Regions from separate parts of the Anas platyrhynchos genome. Here region 2 is linked to region 1. A link is a contact called in public Hi-C data. All regions are on one chromosome and are shown on one strand. The core of a region is the stretch at or near the end of the contact, and the rest is flanking DNA. Distances in the headings are between cores, read along the strand shown. Region 1 overlaps BICD1 (BICD cargo adaptor 1). Region 2 holds the start of ETFBKMT (electron transfer flavoprotein subunit beta lysine methyltransferase).

The links. A called contact is a pair of places that touch in the nucleus more often than the background predicts.
Region 2: a Hi-C map of F1 follicle shows a contact between it and region 1, with 3 times the contacts expected there. The contact joins the promoter of ETFBKMT here to the enhancer-like site in region 1. A contact is called at or near these places in 4 of 8 Hi-C or Micro-C datasets (F1 follicle, liver, skeletal muscle and 1 more).

The regions. Positions count from the first base shown.
Region 1 is chr1:62,598,372-62,601,071 of IASCAAS_PekinDuck_T2T, reverse strand. It overlaps BICD1 (BICD cargo adaptor 1), which reads left to right. Exons shown (of 9, transcript XM_027471438.3): 3 at 2,059-2,211. Among named protein-coding and RNA genes, the nearest start is that of FGD4, 63 kb to the right of the region's middle. Within about 2 kb of position 1,336, at least 1 of the 8 cell types and tissues checked has an H3K27ac peak or open chromatin away from gene starts, as enhancers often do.
Region 2 is chr1:62,875,719-62,878,418 of IASCAAS_PekinDuck_T2T, reverse strand. It overlaps ETFBKMT (electron transfer flavoprotein subunit beta lysine methyltransferase), which reads left to right and starts at 1,442. Exons shown (of 4, transcript XM_021279197.4): 1 at 1,442-1,744.

The sequences.
Region 1 (2,700 bases), core at 87-2,586:
TGCAGACAGAAGGAGAGATCTCGTAGCAGGGAAAATGATCACAGAATCATTAAGGTTGGAAAAGATCTCCAAGATCATCTGGTCCAACCATCCCCTACCACCGTTATTACCCACTAATCCATGTCTGCTTTTTCCACCATAAAATGCACTTTCCGTTAGAGAATATTTCATTGTCTTTTCAAAGTAAGATGAGTTTTTGTCCCCTGTGACAGAACAATGCTGCAGGCAGAGCTAAGGGCAGGCAGGCAGGCAAGGAAAGGATGCTCTGACCAGCAACTCTCCTCTTCTATCCTTTTGAAGAGGCCTTCCTTTTGAGGACTGAATTTGATGGCAAACACCAGGGAACTGCAGAATACCTTGTTTATACCTAACATGGCGGAGCTGTGCATTCAGTGTTGCCCACCACCAGCCTCAGTCCTGCCCATGTCCCCACACCTAAAAGCATAAGTAAACACTACTGCTGAAGATGTGCTGACAGAAACAACATATATGAAAACAGCTCTGTGGTATAAAAAGCCTTTACCTTGTGAAATAAGCTGTGGTGCCATTTCTACAGTTCATTCATGAATTTACTAGAAAGTGAGGGATGCAAGAATATTTGCAAAGAGTTACTTTTATCTCATGCTCTGTCACTCTTTTGCCACTGGGGATCTTTTAAACCAAAGGCATGTTTCTAGTTAAGAAATCACATTGATTATTTTTTCTTACACAGCTGCCAGAGTGGGGATGATGATTTTTTTTTATTTTTCTTTAACAAAAAGGCTTCATTTTAAAGAGTCACCTTAATAACTCTTTTTTGTTTCATGTTTTGTAGTGTTATTTCCCAGAATTTTATTACCATTTATTTAAGCTAGATGCTAAGCAAAACTCTGTTTATCATGAATTCAGACCATATGGGTTTATCTCTAAGTACTAGAGGGTCAGCTGCAGAGATGGATATATTCAGAGCTCACTGACTACAATTTCTGCTGTAATGATTTTTTAAACATTCCACACTTTCAGGTGGATATAAGGCTGCATATATTGCCCTCCCTCCACACAGAAACCTTTTAAAGAAACCTGTTACTGCTTCCCCCACGTGTTCTTTATTGCACCCCAGCAGAGAGGAGGCCCTGCCCCATCATTAGAGACCCAGCAGTATTTCCCTCCAGGAGCCCTGCAGCGGTGCTCAGTTACTGCTGGAAGCAGGAGAAAGCTGTGACCGATTACACCTGTTTCTATTGATCAGGAAAATCCAGGCTGCTCATCACAGCAGAGGGGCACATTGCTCCTACTTGCTGTGTCAGTCACTGTTCTCCTCCAGCTGTGTTAACTCCACCTTCCCACAGTGCTTTCTTATCAGGGTTGTGTCAGCAGATTCAGGGGGCTTTCCAGAACATCCTGACCCTTGATGTAAAAAACACTCAGGCTTGGAATCTGTTGGAAGTGATTTTTGGTGCAACCAATCCCTCATGACCTCTCGTGAGGCTGTCCAGGAACCACATTTGCTAATGGGAAAATGAAAGTGGTGACCTTGTTTGTTCCCAGGCCCTGCAAGTAAAGTCCTGCCCTACACACCAAGGCTTTTGTCAGTTTTGGACAATTGCTTTTCAGCAGGCTGCATGGCAACTCCCCCACCTGCCCATGCTGCTGATACGAGCGAGCGAGTAACAGATGTCTCTGCAGAATAGATGCTGTAATTCACTGCTTTGCTGTATGAATGTAGAGAGCATCTTTTGGTGGAAAACAGGTGGTAATTTTATTTAGATCCAACTGTATCACTGAGCAATAAAACTAATGAGATGATAAAGCCCTGCTAGGCTTCCCATTTCAATAAACATCTAATCTTGAAATTGTTTTAATCAAGCTTCCTTATCAGATGTTCTCATTACTGTGCTGCCGGCACACACCTGAAGGTATCGCTTTGCCTCAGTTCAAAGGGTGATGCTGTTTTAACTTGGACTCTTAAATCCTTTCTATTTCAGGATTAATTTTTTTGTGTGGCCTTTTCCAAAGGCAGTGTGTATCGTTAAAGGGGCTGTGCACAAATGGTAACGTGCTTGCTTTTTCTCTCACCAGAATAATGAAATGGTAGAACTGCAGAGGATACGAATGAAAGATGAAATTCGAGAGTACAAATTTCGAGAGGCGAGGCTCCTGCAGGACTACACTGAACTTGAAGAAGAAAATATCACTTTGCAGAAGCTGGTGTCCACTCTGAAACAGAACCAAGTAAGCACTGGGAGACTCTAGGTGCTGTGCTGGAAAATGACGGCATTTTCTCAGGTTTCCATGATGTGATCAAGCAGAACACTTCGATAGAAGTTTCTTTGTGTGTGTATATGTATTGGTATTTTTTTAGTTGGATTTTTGCTAGATGTTTATTCTGTAACAGTGTTATTGGCCGTTTTTTACATAAGGGGTGGCCCTTACCTCAGTTTTGGGAAAATCCTGACGGACTATTTCTGCACATAACTTTGTAATAGTGGGATAATGATTACCATATCCATGATTGCATCTTTTCCCTTTCTGTGTTTCCTCCCCTCCCTCCCTGCACACTGACCTCCATGCCGAGCAGCAGGAGCAGGTCAGCCCTCCGTTTCCTCTTGCTTTGTTTCCTGTGTTCCTTTTCCATGTCTGAAGTGGAGAAAAGAGGAAATAATCTTTTACCTGTTCTCCTTTTTCTTTCTTTTCACTGGGTTTTCCTGTACCAGTGCTGCT
Region 2 (2,700 bases), core at 193-2,692, 280 kb before region 1:
TGCAGGTCTTTCTTCCCTTGGGTTTAACCTTTGTATCTGCAACGTCTCATGAGTCATGGGTTCCTTAACATGAAGGCAGCTCTTCTCTGTCTTCCCTTTTTCCCCATTCTCAGACACTTCCACTTGTTTTTGTTGTTAATTGGTTCAGACAAGATTTCCCCAGGGTCCTAGGCAGTTTTATCATCAGCCCGTAATCCACTAATTCCCTTGGACGCACAGGACTCCCTTTTGTGTTATGCTACAACTGCCTCTTTGAACGAGTTGCGCTCCTCCACCATCTATCAGATCAATGTTTTGTTGTGATTAAAGTTGTCCTTGTCCTCAGAGCAAATTCCAGCACAGTTACGTTAGCTGGCTGCAAACTGCATCAAGCGTTTGATCAGCAGAAATTCTCAAGATGCTACTATCTAACTAAAGCAAAAAGCCTTAGGAAATGAAACACTTTTTTTTCTCACAGGGATGGGTGGTGATCCTTTCCTGACATAATCAACAAGAGCACATCCTGAAAGTCTAAGTGGTTTACCCAGACTTTTGCAAGAGGGCTGGCAGCTATCATCGGTATCAGAGCCTTTTAACGTCACACTTGGAGTCTGGAAGGGTTTTTTTTAACTGCCTCAGTGGGGTGCTGCTCTGTATTAGAGAGCAGTGACCTCACTGAGGTTCAAATAGCTACTGAGCAATACCATGTACTGGGAGTTCAGAAGAACTAGGCCTGAGAAGTTACTTCTTAAAATGCCTGGAGACTGACGATCAAAGTGAACAGGCTTTCCTGTGAGGTTTCTCTGAGAACCTTCTGAGAGCATCAGCAGTATTTTGCAAGTCTCTTCTCAGCCATAAAATAAAATGTACAAGGCAGAGATGTATTATGTGATAAAGTCATTATCACACCTTAATAAGGCACCCTGAGCTGATGTTGGTAGTCACTCTTCTATTACAGTACTGAGCTCTTTATTTCAGCAAGAACTGCTGAAAGATTCAAGACCTTTGAAACCTCACAGTTCACCCTAAGGCCTCCAAGAAATAATGTCCTTCCTGCACCTAGGCCATGCTTTGATATCAAAGCCTATAAAAGATGAGGGGTGACTCCTGCTTTACAGCCACATGCGGACAAGTAAAAGACACGCAAACATCCCTACAGCTCAACACGCTGGTGGACTTCAGCCCCCTTCATGTGGTGAGCAGACACCAGCCTCTGGATGGGCCCTGGCCTTCTCCTGCTGCATCCTGGCCTCTTGGCAGCCCAGCACGGTGGGGCCACCTTCCTTGGGCACTCATGGAAGACTAAATAATTTTAAGGCCTTGCTTTGCACCCTGGAGAGCACATTTCATGTGTATGGAGCCAGCAGGTCACTAGATGGCCTCATAACCCAGGCGATCGGGCAGATCCAGGTTTCGCTTGTGTGATCTGCTCTTAACCCGGCACCTGCAGAGCTGCAGGGCTGGCAGCATCACCTCAGGCACGGCTCAGGAGCCATTTACAGAACGCAGCATGTGAAATTTGGGACACTTTGTGCCACGGGGAAGCTAGAAAAGCCTTGTTTGCTGTTCTTGTCAGAAGCTGCTTCTATTCCCCACTGGGGCCTCTTGTGTCCCTTAGCTGGATCCAGCCAGGACATCAACGAAGCAAAGGCAGCCCCTGTGGGAAGGCTTCTGTGGTGTTGTGGCACCCAACCACCCAGTGGGGAACCCAGAAATTCTCCTGGTGTGTGTGGGATCGTGGCTGGGGAAAGAGGAGCAAGATGAGGTATGAGGGTTTGATTGCATGCTGTAGTCACTGCCTGGTGAAAACATGCTTTATTGCCTAAATATATATATATTTAAAGGGAATGAAGGAAACAGAACCATTCATAAGTTGTCGGGTGCTTGTCCAGAGCAGAGCAGCTTGAGGGGAGGCCTCATGGCACCTGCAGCTCCCTCACGAGGGAAGCGGAGGGGCAGGTGCTGAGCTCTGCTCTCTGGGGACAGCGACAGGACCCGAGGGGACGGCATGGAGCTGGGACAGGGGAGGGTCAGGCTGGCGGTTAGGGAAAGGTTCTGCACCCACAGGGTGCTCGGGCACCGGGACAGGAGCGATTTAAGCCGCCCTCCCTCATGCCCCTGCTGTGACGTTTGGGGTGAAAGAGAAGCGAGGGCGCCCTCAGCGCAGCAGCCATGTTGCCGACTTGAGGGACAGCGGCTGCTCGTGTCGGCACGTATCGCGACACAGGACACCGGCAAGCCGGGAGCCGAGCCCCCCAGCGCCGAGCCCTCTCCCCGTGCTGCCGCTTTAAGGGCGGGCGGCACAGCACAGCACAGCCCAGCACGGCCCGGCCCGGCCCCGGCGCGGCGCAGCGGGGCGGAGCGGCGCAGCGCGGCGGCAGCAGGTAGGTGGCGGCCGGCAGCGCCCCGCGACAGGCCCCGGCCCCGCCTCGCCCCGCCGCGGGGGGGCGGCCCTGTCGCGGCCTTGTCGCGACTGAACCTCGGCCTGTCGGGCGCGGTAGCGTGCTGTGCATCAAATTAACGTGCAGCAATTAGCGGGGGATTACGCGGCTCGGCCTGGCCGGGGAATGTCGCGTGGGTTAATTACCCGCGGTAATCGCCTGGGCTCTGCCCAGTGGCGTTCTCAGGCGTGGAGAAGCAAAGCGTTGTCACAGGTGTTTGTAATGAAAATACTGAGCCTGCAGCCAGCGATTAAAGCCAGGGTTTGGCAAGCTGAATAGC